Linked DNA regions of Mus musculus: all the other regions are linked to region 2. Evidence: chromatin contacts called from public HiChIP or PLAC-seq data. All regions are on one chromosome and are shown on one strand. Each heading gives the region's core, a stretch centred on a gene start, on an enhancer-like site or on the middle of the called end of the contact. The rest is flanking DNA. Distances are from core to core; before and after follow the strand shown. Region 1 has its middle 23 kb from the start of Gm34952. Region 2 overlaps Msrb3 (methionine sulfoxide reductase B3). Region 3 overlaps Hmga2 (high mobility group AT-hook 2).

Evidence for each region. HiChIP or PLAC-seq counts read pairs in DNA pulled down with a chosen protein or histone mark.
Region 1: a contact with region 2 is called in an H3K4me3 HiChIP or PLAC-seq map of embryonic limb bud, with 4 times the contacts expected there. The contact joins two enhancer-like sites. A contact is called at or near these places in 13 of 484 Hi-C or Micro-C datasets (bone marrow-derived macrophages, cortical neurons, embryonic cerebral cortex and 6 more), 14 of 115 datasets of contacts at active chromatin or transcription factors (bone marrow-derived macrophages, craniofacial prominence, embryonic basal ganglia and 7 more) and 1 of 9 other capture datasets (embryonic stem cells).
Region 3: an H3K4me3 HiChIP or PLAC-seq map of embryonic limb bud shows a contact between it and region 2, with 3 times the contacts expected there. The contact joins two enhancer-like sites. A contact is called at or near these places in 1 of 484 Hi-C or Micro-C datasets (embryonic stem cells), 6 of 115 datasets of contacts at active chromatin or transcription factors (craniofacial prominence, embryonic basal ganglia, embryonic limb bud and 2 more) and 1 of 9 other capture datasets (embryonic stem cells).

Annotation. Positions count from the first base shown.
Region 1 is chr10:120,549,640-120,554,138 of GRCm38.p6, reverse strand. No RefSeq gene overlaps it. Among named protein-coding and RNA genes, the nearest start is that of Gm34952, 23 kb to the right of the region's middle. RefSeq lists an enhancer at 542-2,181. Within about 2 kb of position 2,103, at least 93 of the 459 cell types and tissues checked have an H3K27ac peak or open chromatin away from gene starts, as enhancers often do. A contact at or near this core is called in cortical neurons, embryonic forebrain and embryonic limb bud, where this site is marked.
Region 2 is chr10:120,848,132-120,852,547 of GRCm38.p6, reverse strand. Msrb3 (methionine sulfoxide reductase B3) reads left to right here. Exons shown (of 7, transcript NM_177092.4): 3 at 456-564; 4 at 2,495-2,572. Among named protein-coding and RNA genes, the nearest start is that of Gm15910, 7.3 kb to the left of the region's middle. Within about 2 kb of position 1,762, at least 39 of the 459 cell types and tissues checked have an H3K27ac peak or open chromatin away from gene starts, as enhancers often do. A contact at or near this core is called in cortical neurons, embryonic forebrain and embryonic limb bud, where this site is marked.
Region 3 is chr10:120,396,845-120,401,413 of GRCm38.p6, reverse strand. All of the region lies in intron 3 of Hmga2 (high mobility group AT-hook 2), which reads left to right. Among named protein-coding and RNA genes, the nearest start is that of 9230105E05Rik, 9.6 kb to the right of the region's middle. Within about 2 kb of position 1,368, at least 42 of the 459 cell types and tissues checked have an H3K27ac peak or open chromatin away from gene starts, as enhancers often do. A contact at or near this core is called in embryonic limb bud, where this site is marked.

The sequences.
Region 1 (4,499 bases), core at 854-3,353, 300 kb after region 2:
AAGCTCACCTTTAAACAAGAGTGCCACCCACCAGCACAGCACACTTACAGCAGGTGGGTCCCTTAGGGCTACCACTACCTCCAGCAACCCACCTTTACCTGCAGCTACCTCAGGATCCAGATCTGCGTTCTAGCACAACAAACGCAAGGATGTGAGTTGAGTCTGAAGACCACAGAAAGTGACTTTGTGAATGTCCCCCTACCATGTATCCGCTTAAACATCTTTTTGTTTTTACTATTGCAACTTGTTCCGTTATTCTCTTCCTTCATTTCGATACTCTGTTCCTCACCACCATAACTTAGGGAATCCAAATTACCTTGCACCCCAAGATCACATCCTGAACATGAAGAGGAAAACACAATGTAAGGGGGCTATGATTTAGGCGACCTTCAGAACCCTTTCTTGTTCATCTCATCCTGTCCCTCCAAGATCCCGAATCTCTTCCCTTCTGTGTCACTTTCACTTCTAGGTCAACAAATATTTGACCGTTTTGAACAGATGTGTTTGTAAACTTACATGAGGAGCTCTTGAGAAGTAAGTTAGGGCAAGAGAGAACACTGCTTCTTCTCTCTCAGGAGAACCTTTAGCATGTAATCTCTACCTAACATGTCTCTGGGCAGATTATGATCTATGTCCAAAAAGGCTGGAGGAAGCCACGGGAGGATGCAGGCTCCCTGACTTGCCAGTCAGCACCTTCAGCTCTCTCCAGACCCAAAGTCTGGACTAGGTGAAACCAGCCAGCTCCATGCCTGGCTCAGGTCGAACCACAAAGTCACGCCTAACGTAGATTTGCCCATTGGCTGCAGGCCGGGCGCCCCTCAGTCTGAGGGGGGCGGAGTCTGGAGGGGGTGGAGTCTATCGGCAACTGGGCCACTGCTCCCACCCTTCTAGGGGACCCTTGTTTGGCGGTTTCTTTTTCCTCTTTGGGAAAAAGTTACCAACTTCATTGGCGTCGCTGCTCTGCAACTAGTCCCTCCAACCCCGCTCCCGGAGGCTGAGCTCAGATGCTCCGCAGACGCCGCCCAGCGGTCCAGGCCAGGGGCCCCGTGCCTCTGTCGGGGTCGCCTTTTCTCTGCTTGCACCCACGGCTACACCGATCTGCACAGCAGCATGGAGCCCGCACGCTGCCGGGTCCCCTCTCCTGACGTACACCTACCCCACCCCCTAACCAGTAGGACACTCTCCATCCTACTCCGGGTCCTCTTACGTACACCACCTTCACTCTCACCGAGGCTACCTAGAGTCACAGCCTCCTCCCTCCCGGTGGTGGCCGCCTTCTGTGCGTTCCCTAGGGTTCGTCATGCGCTAAATCTCCTGGCTCACATTTAGGGATCATATCCCCGCGCGCGCATTTTCCGAGATCACCCACGTGCTCTCATTCTCATTCTGCCCCAGCAACGGCCCGCATTGCGCGGTGGCCCCTCGAGCCGCGGATCGTGGGAACCAGGCTGGGCCCCTTCGTCCCTGTCCCTCCTAGGTCATCCATCTCCCACCCAGTCTGCTGCCGAGACTTCAAAGGCGCCCCTGCCGGCGCGGGCCCCCTGACCCCGTGCGCAGAGCAGACGGCTGGGGCGCTCGGCGCGGAGGGAGGCCAGTTGGCTCATCCAGACACGCTCGGTCCTGCAAGTGGCTGCGTGGGTACCGAAACGGCCTTGGGTCTAGCCGTACAATAGCCTCTGACAAGGCCGTACCACGCTCGGGCCACCTAGGGTTGTCCCCCACCCCCATTCCCAACCCTCCGCCAGCAAGGTCCTTGATTCGTTTCTTCCGGAAGGAAATCTGGATCAGGACTGACTCCTTTCCAAGCAGAATAAGAAAAATCGTTCCCAGCGCTTGCTCCCCCTCCTAAAAATAAAATAAAATCAAATCAAAATAAAAATAAATAAGAGTCTCCCCTGACACTTAAGCAGCACTTCCTTCTTTCTTCCCTCCGTCCCATTCGGACACCCCTAATTGACAGACTCTAATCCCCGGATCGGAACTACTTCTGCCGGGAAGATTTGGCCGGCTTTTCCTTTTCTCTCAGCATTCCTGAAAAGCCAATTCGTTCTGAGCTGCGTTGATGGAGGGCAGGGGGGAGGAGGGTTACTTCCAACTTCTGGCACCACCTGGGTGGTCGCCATAACCCAGCGGTTCCCTGTCAGCTGTGTATTCTCCTCCACTCTATAAAGGCGGCTTTGCGGGAATCGTTAAGGCTCTTCGCCATCGATCTGCGGGGTACATGTATTGATTTATACTTATAATCAACTACAGTGTGAGATTTCGGGGAGGGTGATGGTGTGTTCCCGGTGCATAACTAACTGTGGCTGTGTGTTTGGAGATGTTGAGTTCAAGCGAAACAGCTTTTTGCATGAGGCTCTCTAAACATTCTTTTTCACACACTTAAAAATATTAAGGCTGTGCTCCACAGTTCAGCATTTTGATTGGCTGTGGTTTTCTGTAGGTAAAACACTCCAAGAAAAGATGGGGGAGGGGGGGTTACGGGGAGGGGGCGTGTCTCAGCATAACTTCGAGTCCTTTAAAAGGAATAGGTTAAACTTAGTCGGCAGCACTAAGATACATATTATACATACAAGGGAGAACACAGAAGCCCTGAGACTGCCACTAAACAACTCAGGCTCACAGCTTTCTCCACCCTAACAATGTTTCCTCACTCTGAGGAATCATTGGTGATCTTCTGGTATGAAAGTCTGAGCTGTGAGCAAGAGAGCAAACTGGACAGGAATTGCTCAAAGGTGGAAGACATCAACTGCTCTGCCTTACACAGGATTTGTCGTCCAGTGGTGCCTGGGCCTTACGGTACCAATGTGGATGGGGGTACGCAGACCCTACCTGGAGGTAATTAGGTCTTTGGGACACCAGTCTCAAAACCTGCTAGGTTAAGGTGGTTCTTGTGGAACCCTGGTTAGTTCTGACGAGATGAGTTGTGGTCCTGATCTTGTCTAGCTTCCTATGTCATCATATAACTGCTCCCTCTCCCACGTGCGTTTCCTTTCAGCCGTCCATGAGGTGACGAGCTTAAGGCTCCTCAGAGCCCAAACCAAAGAAGTTGCCTGATCTTGGGATTTCAGTTTTCATAACTTTTAGTCAAATAACCCTTATTTCTCTATAAAATACCCAGCCTGGGGTATTTTGTTGTGTTGTTGTTGTTGCAGCAAAAGAGAAAAGACTAACTTAGGATCATCCCAGCTGGACATGGTGCTATGTGCCTTTCATCCCAGCCACTAGGAGCCAGAGTCAGGCAGATCATGAGTTTAAGGCTAGTTTGGGTTACATATTGAGTTCCAGAACAAAACTAGAGAGACCCTGTCTAAAACAAACAAACAAACAAACAAACAAACAAACAAACAAACAGAAAACCCAAAACAAAACAAAAAAACAAACAAAAAACCAAAATAAAACAGCAAAATAAGTTATTAGAATTATATCTCATTTAAAGTATGAACAGAAGTTATAAGTTTACATTTTTAGGAAAATTTAATTTTTAGCAGCAACACAGAACAGTGAAGAGCAGTTCATGACAGTATTCCTGAACAAAAAAGACCCCTGTAAGAGGTTGATAGTCAAGACCATTTATTTCATCTAGCAATGGATTTCTACGTATCTCTTCTGAGGCAATATTGGTCTTTATTTTGTCTCTGAGTAAGTACACAAGTCTCCAAGCGATGAGTTAGTACTCATATCCCATTCACTAATAGATAAATAACGCTGTAATAACAGCTCTTATAAGGTGGGCTCCTGACTTTCGTATGAAATTGTGCCCCTTGTTTTTGTTCCCAGAAGTAGAATTTGCTGAGGTGGATGGTCATGTGTCTTCTTCATCTTTTGCCCTTCTCTCCATATGCTCCTTGGGTGCACTAAGAAGACGGTCGCCTCCGCTCAGTTTGGGGTGTGAAATACGCAGTTTTAATTTAGTATTTTGTAACCACAAGTTCCAATCTTTGAAAGCACCATGGTTCAGTAGAATGTCCCAATGGGGGTAAACCTGTGTGCCCTTTCATGGTTTTCTGTTCATTTTGGACTATTTTCTAAATTGCCACCTAATTTCCTGCAAAGGAAATCTCTCCCTATGTCAAACCAACACTTTTCAAGTAGGACAGATTTGTAAAGTTCAGACTACCTCTGGTTTATAGTCTATACCAAACTCTAAGGCTTGGTCACGAAGGATTCCTGCCTGCTATATAGCATCAGCCCCCTGTCTCCTGCCTCCAGCCCCCACCCCCTCCCCACTACTCTATGCTGAAAGCCTTCAACCATGTCATGTATATTAAAGATCAGGAGCACTGGGCCTTTTCAGCTTGATGTTGCCCTGTCTTCCCATCCCTCCTCACCCTATTTCTTTACTTTTGTGTCATCCCCATTGAGCCTCCTGCTGACAAAACACTGTTTCCTTATTCATTTTGTATTGAGTTTCCACCCTAGAGCTAGCCCAACAGCTGTGTCTGCAACTTACTGGCTTTGCGACTTACTAACTGTCCGATTCAGTTATTTAACTTCAG
Region 2 (4,416 bases), core at 513-3,012:
GGTCATCTTGGTTGACAGTTGCATGGTGACAGCCTCAAGCTAGTCTACCAAGTTGCAAAATTATTCAGTGGATCTTTGTATGTCCACTATCACTTCATACCTGCAAATACATGCATGCTACTGAATCCACCGTTTTAAAAGGGGTTTCAAGGTATCAGGTGGCATAAAGGATGTGCTACAATCTTGTAAACAAATTCCCAGTGAGTTTCTAATATCACCTGCTACAAGCCTTGGCTGTGACACGTTGTTGCTGCGCCAGGGGAATCATGGGGCTTTTTAAAGTGCATTCTGTTGGAGCTTGGAGACCGGCTGCAGCTCAGGTAAGGTTTTGTGGTCCGCTAGGGATTCTCTGGTCATTGACAAGTGACTGTAGAGGCTGTGCTGTGGCGGCCAGCCAAAGCAAGTATTTAGGATTCAGGCTAAATGGCTCTTTCTCCCATATCCTCTCTTTCCAGGGTCATGTAGGGATAAAAAGAACTGTAAGGTGGTCTTTTCCCAGCAGGAACTGAGGAAGCGGCTGACACCCCTACAGTACCATGTCACTCAGGAGAAAGGAACTGAAAGGTAATGTGTGCTGTAATAAAAGCAAGCAAGCAAGCAGGCAGGCAGGCAGGCAGGCAGGCAAGCTGGCAGGCAGGCAGGCAGGCAAGCTGGCAGGCAGGCAGGCAGGCAAGCAGGCGGGCAAGCAGGCAAGCAGGCAAGCAGGCAGGTGGGCAAGCAGGCAAGCAGGCGGGCAAGCAGGCAAGCAGGCAGGCAGGCAGGTGGGCAGGCGGGCAAGCAGGCAAACAGGCAGGCAGGCAGGGAGGCAAGCAGGCAGGCAGGCAAGCAAGTAGGTGGGCAAGCGGGCAAGCAGGCAAGCAGGTGGGCAGGCAGGGAGGCAAGCAAGCAGGCAAGCACCACTTTCTCCCACTCCTTGGAGTCTTCTTCCCTGTTGATTATTTTAAAGAAACTATGCATGCTGGGTAAGGCCTGCAAATGACTGTCTTTGAAAAGGCTGGAGATGGCACTGTTTGAGTTAAAGCTGAGTTTCTTTTCTGCTTCTCTCCACTCAGCGAACTATATCTATATAAAGCCACGGGACTTTTGCTAAGGGCCTGTTTTTAGTTTACAGTGAAATGTGTGGAAGCAATAGCGATTTGGGTGCCCCCCCCCCTTTTTTTTTTTGGACGACATCACAGCAAGGAAAACTGTGAGGGATGTGGCGCTATGCCAGGAGGCTGGCATTTTGAAGGTGGCATTGTAAAGCATAGACGTTTTGGCTGCAAAAAGAAGGTAGCATAATTTAGTTCCTTTCCACCCCACTCGGATTTCTTTTTGAAGCACATGTGGAGAAAGTATTTATTGGCTCATTTGTGGTTGGAATGTCAAAAATTTTCAATAACTGCCCTTGCATGGCTTTGGTCCTTGGAAGTTCGCCCTACATCCTGGGGGGGGGGGGCAGTCGTTCACTTCCAAGACTGTTTTTTAGTGAATAAAATAAAATCTCTCTCAGCTGATTCCAGCGAAAAAGTAACTTGCCAAGGCCTAATGATTTTGTTGTCTAATTCATACCACGGGGCTCGGCACGAGGCTGTAAATGGTCCCCCTGATGCAGGTTTATTCGTGATGTGACTTTGTGTTTCCATTCAAGATCTGAAAGAGCTTCCTTCCCACACAGGGATCCTTGTTAATGGACAGCACGCTCTCCCTGTCACAGCCCCCACTGTTCACTGAGTTTACTGAACAATGAAGCTCTCTCACAAGGTGTGCCTTCCTTGTACCAGCGGCGGCGGCAGGGCTGGATCACAGGGTCCAGGACTTCTGCCCGCCAATGTTGTGTGCATGCCCTAGCAAAATGATTTAATGCACACAAACAACCAGAGATTAGGTCATTCTTTAAAAAAAAAAAAATTCTGTTTATAAAAAAAATTGGACCTCGTAAAGAGGGACGAAACGATAATAAAACCAAGCTGCAGAGCACACGGCCTTTTTGTTGGGCGACACAGCTGATCTGCATTAACCGAGTGACCTCCGCGCCTGTAAGATCGCTAACTTAGAAAAACAGTTCCTTAAAGCTGCAATATTCCTTTTCAAACCAAAAAATAAGACTCCTTCCACTCGAAGACTTGGGACCTGCTACATTTTCTGGTCCCCCTCTTGTATGGTGTGGGGCCGCGGAAATCTTAGGTAACAGTGTTCTTCATGTGACTCAAACAGTGGGCTTTTTTTTTTTTTTTAATTTGAAAAATATTCTAAGTATTACTTACTAGATGGCTTGATATTTTGACTTAACCTGTACTAGTTTGGAGTAGTTATATGCACATTTTATTATATATATGTATATATTCGAAGTATATTACTATTGTTCAAGCTTCCATATGTCTGGTCTGTTCTCATTTTAGGGCCCCAGACCCTTGAAAGTTTTACCAGAGAAATGTATTTAAACCAGTGTGTTCTATAAGAAGTAACACTAGCTCTGTTAACAGTTTTTGACGCTCTGTTTATCGTTTATCAGTGCCTTTGAAGGAGAGTACACACATCACAAAGATCCTGGAATATATAAATGTGTTGTCTGTGGAACTCCGTTGTTCAAGTAAGTGTCCTGAAAGCCGGTGGGCGTGGCCGGGTCACGTGACCACATGCTCCGGGCTGCTCAGTTACCTGCCCATCTTTCCTTTGCTGAATTTGATTCTATCCTTTCATATATTTGTCCACTTTCTGAAACCGACAATGATGACAGACTTTCTTGGCTAATTTCTAGCGTGACAGACTGGCTAACTTTGTACTGTTTAGACATTTAAAACACCCAGCACTAACTTTGGTGTCCACTTCAGTAACCATTGTCCTTAGCAGAGGTACAAAGAAAATCTTGGTGACAGAGAGCGTATGTATTTACTGATTTGTCTAATGCCCCGACGTCCACGCATAGGTCATTTTGCAAGTCACTCACGCACATCCCTCAGATTAAAATGCATCCAGCGAGAAGCCTCTTTATACTTCTACAATGAAGCGCTATACCCCAAATAAACATGAGACAGCAATATCTTCTACCTGAGGTTAACATTATTATTTTGACATTGGCCTAAAATCCTCTTTTTGAAAAATCCTAAACGTTCACAATAATGCTGATACCACATAGACTTTTTGACCAAGACAGATAATTCTTGGTCTGGATAGGATAATCTTATCAAGCAAGGACAGTTTTTAACCAAAAACATTTTATCTGGGTGCTGGGTGCGTAAAATCTCAGGCTCCCTGTATGTCCTACAGAATTGCTGCCCTGGTGGAAATGAAAGCAGAAACCTTACTTAGGGGTGAGCATCTTTTATCTGAGACAGGATTAGGAAGTTTCAGAGAATAAATAACAAAAGAAGAATGGAAAACATACTTTAGTTTGCCCTGTGCTTCTCCTTTAAGACACTAGCATTTACAGATATTTCTGAAATAACAGGAAAATGGTAGTTTCCTTAAAAATTCTTAAGAGTTCCAACTTTTCCCCAATGACATAAACCCTTTTGCACGGTCCTGTTGGTTGACAATCTGTTCTGAATTCTTACTCTTTTTTTTTCTCTCATGTTAAAAAACCGACCCTTCAAATTGTCACCCGTTCCCTGTCAGAAAACACACATCCTCATATTTCAACACCCTTAGCTTATGTCATAATAGTTGACATAACACTTAAGACAGCTGCTGAGCCATGCTAAACTGGTTAATACCCCAACCGGCCAAAGCTGCCCACATCCCTTGGCTTTTCGTTTGAGATGTCCCACCTCTTTCCCCATCATGTGATTTCACTGAAGGACTCTGCTGAAGGAAAACTTACTGTTTTAAATAAGAAACAGAGCCAACTGTGAATGGAGAATTTAACCCTTGTGAGCGTTTGATTCGCAAACCCTGAAATCGAGATTCTTACACTAACTCGAGTGCTTGCAAGAGTCACATTCACCTTCGTGGTGACCTTCCCGGTGACACTCTTGGTGACCCTGTGACTTTCCCCCTAGCGTTCCTGTCAGCTTTCATTGTCTAAACTTCTGAGAAATAGGATTTAATTTTTCACTCATACTTTTGCTGGTTTTCGTCATTCACTCTCTCTTGATGTCTCATCTACTTTGGGGAAAAGCACCCGTGCTCCGCTGCCACTGGAGATGGAGTACTTTATTGGCTTTGTACGACTGCCTTCGTGTTCAAAATGTGTACCTGGGTGCCCACGGAGATGCAGGGGCCACAGGGCATGCACGGTTTTGAGAGACTTGGATTTTCCCTGTCCTCTTTTTCTTTGTACGTTGTTTGCTGAAACTGTGCACCTCAGGGGTCAGGGGTCCGCTGCTCCTTCCATCCAGTCTCTCCTGTGGTTTGTTTTCCTCTCTCTTCTCATGGGGTGGTACACCTTTCATCTCTCCCAAATATTGCTGCCCCTAGTTACAGTCTTCATTTTCA
Region 3 (4,569 bases), core at 119-2,618, 450 kb after region 2:
GGAATGTTCCAGTGTGAGTGTGTGTGTGTGTGTGTGTGTGCACGTGCGCACATGTGTATGTGCATGTATATGTATGTGTGCATGTATATATATATGTGTGCATGTGTATGTGTGCGTGCATGCATGTGTGTGTGTGTGCATGTGTGTACATGTATGAGTCAGGGGTTAGTTCACCTGAGGTATCATTCCCCAAGCGTTGTCCACCTTCTGTTTTGAGACGGTCTCCTAATGAGACCTGGGCTTGCTGATTCGGTTAGAATGGTAACCTGTGAGCCTCTCCTGCCAGGGCTCCTCCTGCCTCTGCTTCGCCGTTGCTAAGATTACCAGCATGCACCTCTATTGTTGCGGATTATTTCCCAGAGAATACTGCTCTGACTTGAGTGTAAGACAATAGAACATCTTTATTAGCCAGCCATCGACTACACTGGGCGCTCGGGATGGCAGTATAGCCCTGAGCCTTCTTAGGGAGTGGTTTTAAGCACGAAAACCGTCTTCTGAGTTGATGGACTTCAGTTAACAAGAGCCGTTAGCCAGGAGAGGAACTACAGAAGCTAAAATGTAAGGTTAGTACAGTTTTGGACTTTCCCAGAACTATTATGGACTCTGATGATTGGGCCTTTGAGTTCTGGCAGGCGGGGCTGTCTACAGCTGATTTTTATAGCCTGAATGGCACTTCCATCCCGGAGTCATACAAAGGTCTCAGTGACTGCTATGAGCTGAGGCTCTGTTACCAGCTTTATGCGGTGCTTGGGGTCCAACTCAGCCCCTCCTGATTGCATGGAAGAACGTTACCAAAGGAGACAGCTCTAGGCTAGATGGACTTACAGCTTCTGTTTCTATTTGTGATCACAATTGCCATTATGGCCGGTCCAGCCTTTCTCCAGTTGCCCCTTTCCCTCATCATCTGTCCTGGTTTGCGATTCCAAGGAAGACTTCCTCTTCTCCCTTTTCTCTTGCCCACTTCTTCATTTAATACTCTCCGTGTAGGGAAACTCCTCTTTTTCTCTCTTCTGGGTCAGCCATCTTGACTTGCACAGGAAGAAAATTCCACAGCGGCGTTCTCTCCTCAGCTACTAACTCCAGCGCAAGGGAGCCTTCTGGAAAGGCAGCTTCTCTTTTTGCTGTGGCGGCTGAAGCCCGTTTCCTATTCTCTTTCTTCAGAGCAGCTTTCAAAACAGCTGGTTACCATCCTTTAGGTTAATCCTTCCTAGACAGTACTTCAAAATCATTATATCATTTTCCAGTCTTTTTTTGTCCAACATGAGTTATAGAACTCCCTTTAGCTTTTTCTCACAAGGCGTAGTATTCAGCCCTTTAATAAGCAGCGTGGTATAATTGAAAGAATATGGGCTTCAGAGTCAGACCTGAGTCTGAATCAGAGTCACATTACTCACTGGCTGCTTGACCCCAGTCAGAGCCCTTAACTTTCCTGAATGGCAGTTTCCTTGTCTGCTAGGTGGGGCTTGATGAGAACTATCTTACAGGGGCCTTGCCAGAAGTTCTGATGCATGTAGCATTCCTGGCTTGCTCTCAATATTGTGATAAATGTTGCTTCCCTTCCTTCCTCCTCCCCTCCTCCTCCTCCTCCCCTCCTCCTCCTCCTCCTCTCCTCCTCGTCCAGGTCAGTTTCCTACATTACAGGCATAGATCGGAATAAAGGGTTGAGACTTTCAAATAATTCTTTTTGCCTATCGCCTCTGAAACACCTCCTTAATTATTTCCCAGGTTTTTTTTTGTTGTTGTTAGTAGATATTTTGATGCTATTTCCATATCTATACACACACACACACACACACACACACACACACACACACACACACACACACATGCTCCTCCTAGAGATCGCCATTCAAGAAGAGCAGTATTCAAGGCAGTCCCTTAACTGGTGTTGACATCTTTAGATCATTCTCTTATCTCATGTTCACCTTGAGGAATTTCCAAAGTTAGTTCTTTATTTATGGTCTTTTTCAACATCAGGGACCCACTGGGTCTCATTTTAGGATAAGTTACTCGCTCTCAGTTGTACAGCCATCTTATGTGGCACTCTTTGGCAAAGCTGACAAAGGTGCCTACAGAGGCAGACATGGAGGTTTGCCTGGGAAGACAGCTTACAACACAGAGGCTGGGCAGGGTTTCAGGTGCTTTTATACCTGTAGTAACCACAGTCTTGGCTCTGGTGTGATTTAATTTCATAAATAAGATGCTCAAAATACATACACACGCTGCTCCTGCCTCTCCAGCGCCCCATGACACCAGCCTTTCCTCCTTTTCCTTCCCCTGTATCTGTTCGCTGCCATGCAACTTATAAATAGTACTTCCTCCTTTACTCAAGGTAGCTCCAATTCTGCCACACCTGGCTGTTTCTTTGTGAGCCTTTTAATTCCCGCTGTGAGCTGCATATTTTGAGGAGTTCCCCTCTCTTTGTGTTTACACTGTGCAACTGGAGATTCCATAAAACAGACTTTACTGAAGTGTGTTAACAGAGTCTTAACGAGTGGTGGATTGGCAAGAGCTTGTGTCAGTGTGGCTTATAGTCCCCCTCTGCCACATGAGTGAGTGAGTGTCTCAGCAGCCTGAGCTGAGGCACTAGGAGGGAGAAGAGCGGCTGGGTAACAGAACACACGGCAGTTTTTATGGGAAGCGAGAGGAGAGTTCTGTGTTTACAAGGACTGGGGGGGGGGGGGGGGGGGCTATCTTCCTGAGCCTGGGACATTCCTCCTCCGATAGAGGAGGCTGAAGACTGAGTCCCATTCTTCAGAGGCTGGTCGAATCAGTTGTGCTGGCTGGTGAATCTCTAAGACTTGGCTGACTGAGGCTTCTTCCCTGCAATGCACGGGCACTCCTAAATTGATCTCCAGAAGTTAGAAGACAGCTTGGAAGCAAAGGAACAAAAAGCCTAGAAAGAGGTGGAAATGAAGAATCGGGAAATGTGAAGATGAGACAAGGAAAACCTCCCTGACATCTTAATGTCTTACAGATGGGTCTTTTGATGGCTAAGCTTGCAGTGCCCTTAAATTTACCTTGTCTGGACTTTTCTTCCTGTATTTTCTCTTGTGCTTGTTGAGGCCAGCGCCTCAACACATTTGCATGAGGGTACCTGGGAACACAATAACCTAAAAACCATTGAGTTAAGTAAGTAGTAAAGGCTAATAAATTGTCATATGATTTCATCGTAAAGCATTCCTTTATGCTTTATAAGTCAGCAGACAAAACGTGATAGGAAGTGTTCCAGGTCTCTCTTTCAATCCAGAGCCCCTAGAAAATGTACTTATTTATGACTTGTCCTTGAGGGTGGCTTTGAGGCTTTGAGACAGTTAATATCTACAATAGTTCTTCGGCTATGGAACTTTTTAAAAATCTGGAAGGGCCAGGTAGGGTGATGCACGCCTTTAATTCCAGCACTCAGGAGGCAGAGACAGGGAGATCTCTGGTAGTTTGAGGCCAACCCGAGACTGCAGAAAGTTCCTGTTTTACCCCTCCCCCGCGCCTCTTCCCCCTACACACACCTGAAAAAAATAATACAGAAAAAGAGCTAGAGAGTCTTCACCGAAGTCTTGCGGAAGGGGTACAGAGGAGAGAATGAAGAGCGGGGGTGGGGGAGCTGCTGAAACTGACCCCAGAACTTGGGCACCAGGGCTCAACCGGCAGGGGGTAACAACTGAGGCAATTCTGGGAGAAGAGATAGTAAAATCTGGTCCTGATGTGTCTGTTGGAGATGGCAGTGAAATATCTCCTCTGCATATTTTGTAGACGTTAAGAAATATGGGCCTGAAGAGCGGATGAAAGGTCAGGGCTGGCGATAGGAGTCTGGGGCTCATCTGTGATGGGTGCTAATTGAATCCATGTGGGTGCACCGAGGGAATATCTGGAGAAGGAGATGAACGAGCAGCCCCTGGATGAGCCTCGGGAGCGCTAACTTAACTGCAGAAAGGAAGCAGAAGTGAGAAGGCCAAGCGCCTTGTCCTGACCACGGAGGACCCGAGAATGTTGTTGCTTACCCATCCTATCGCTGCGGGTCCTTAGAGTACGCCTGATGACCTTCCTATAAAAGCCAAGGGCAAAAACCAAGAGCCTTGGCTTTTTTGTTTGTTTTGTTTTTCAGAGAGGCGGGGTTGGGGGTGGGGGGTGCAGAATCTAAGCGATGGATCTGTCACGTGACCTAGCACAGTGGCGTAGCACTCCGTTTAATGAATGGCTGCGTGAGGTAATTGAGTACCTGCACTAAGCAGGTGACGTGCTACCTATCCGGCTCCTGGTTTTGTTTCATGAAAGAGGAGATAAATAAATACCTGCCTGTAAACATCACCAAGCGATCCAACGTGTTAGGCACAAAGGAGAAATGGAGTTGAGGGAAGAAGGCATGGTAGGGAAAGGAAAGAGCGTCAAGTTTTCCCTGGTCTGTGCGGATCCCGGATCCGCCATCTTAATAGATGGATTGGACCTTTGGTTCGTTTATGTATCTGTTTCTTCTTCCTTCTTCTTTCTCTGATGGGACTTGGAGCTTCTTAGGGGAGACACGAATTACTCCCGAGTGTTTTTGTAGACTCTAATGAGGCTGGCTACCTAAGC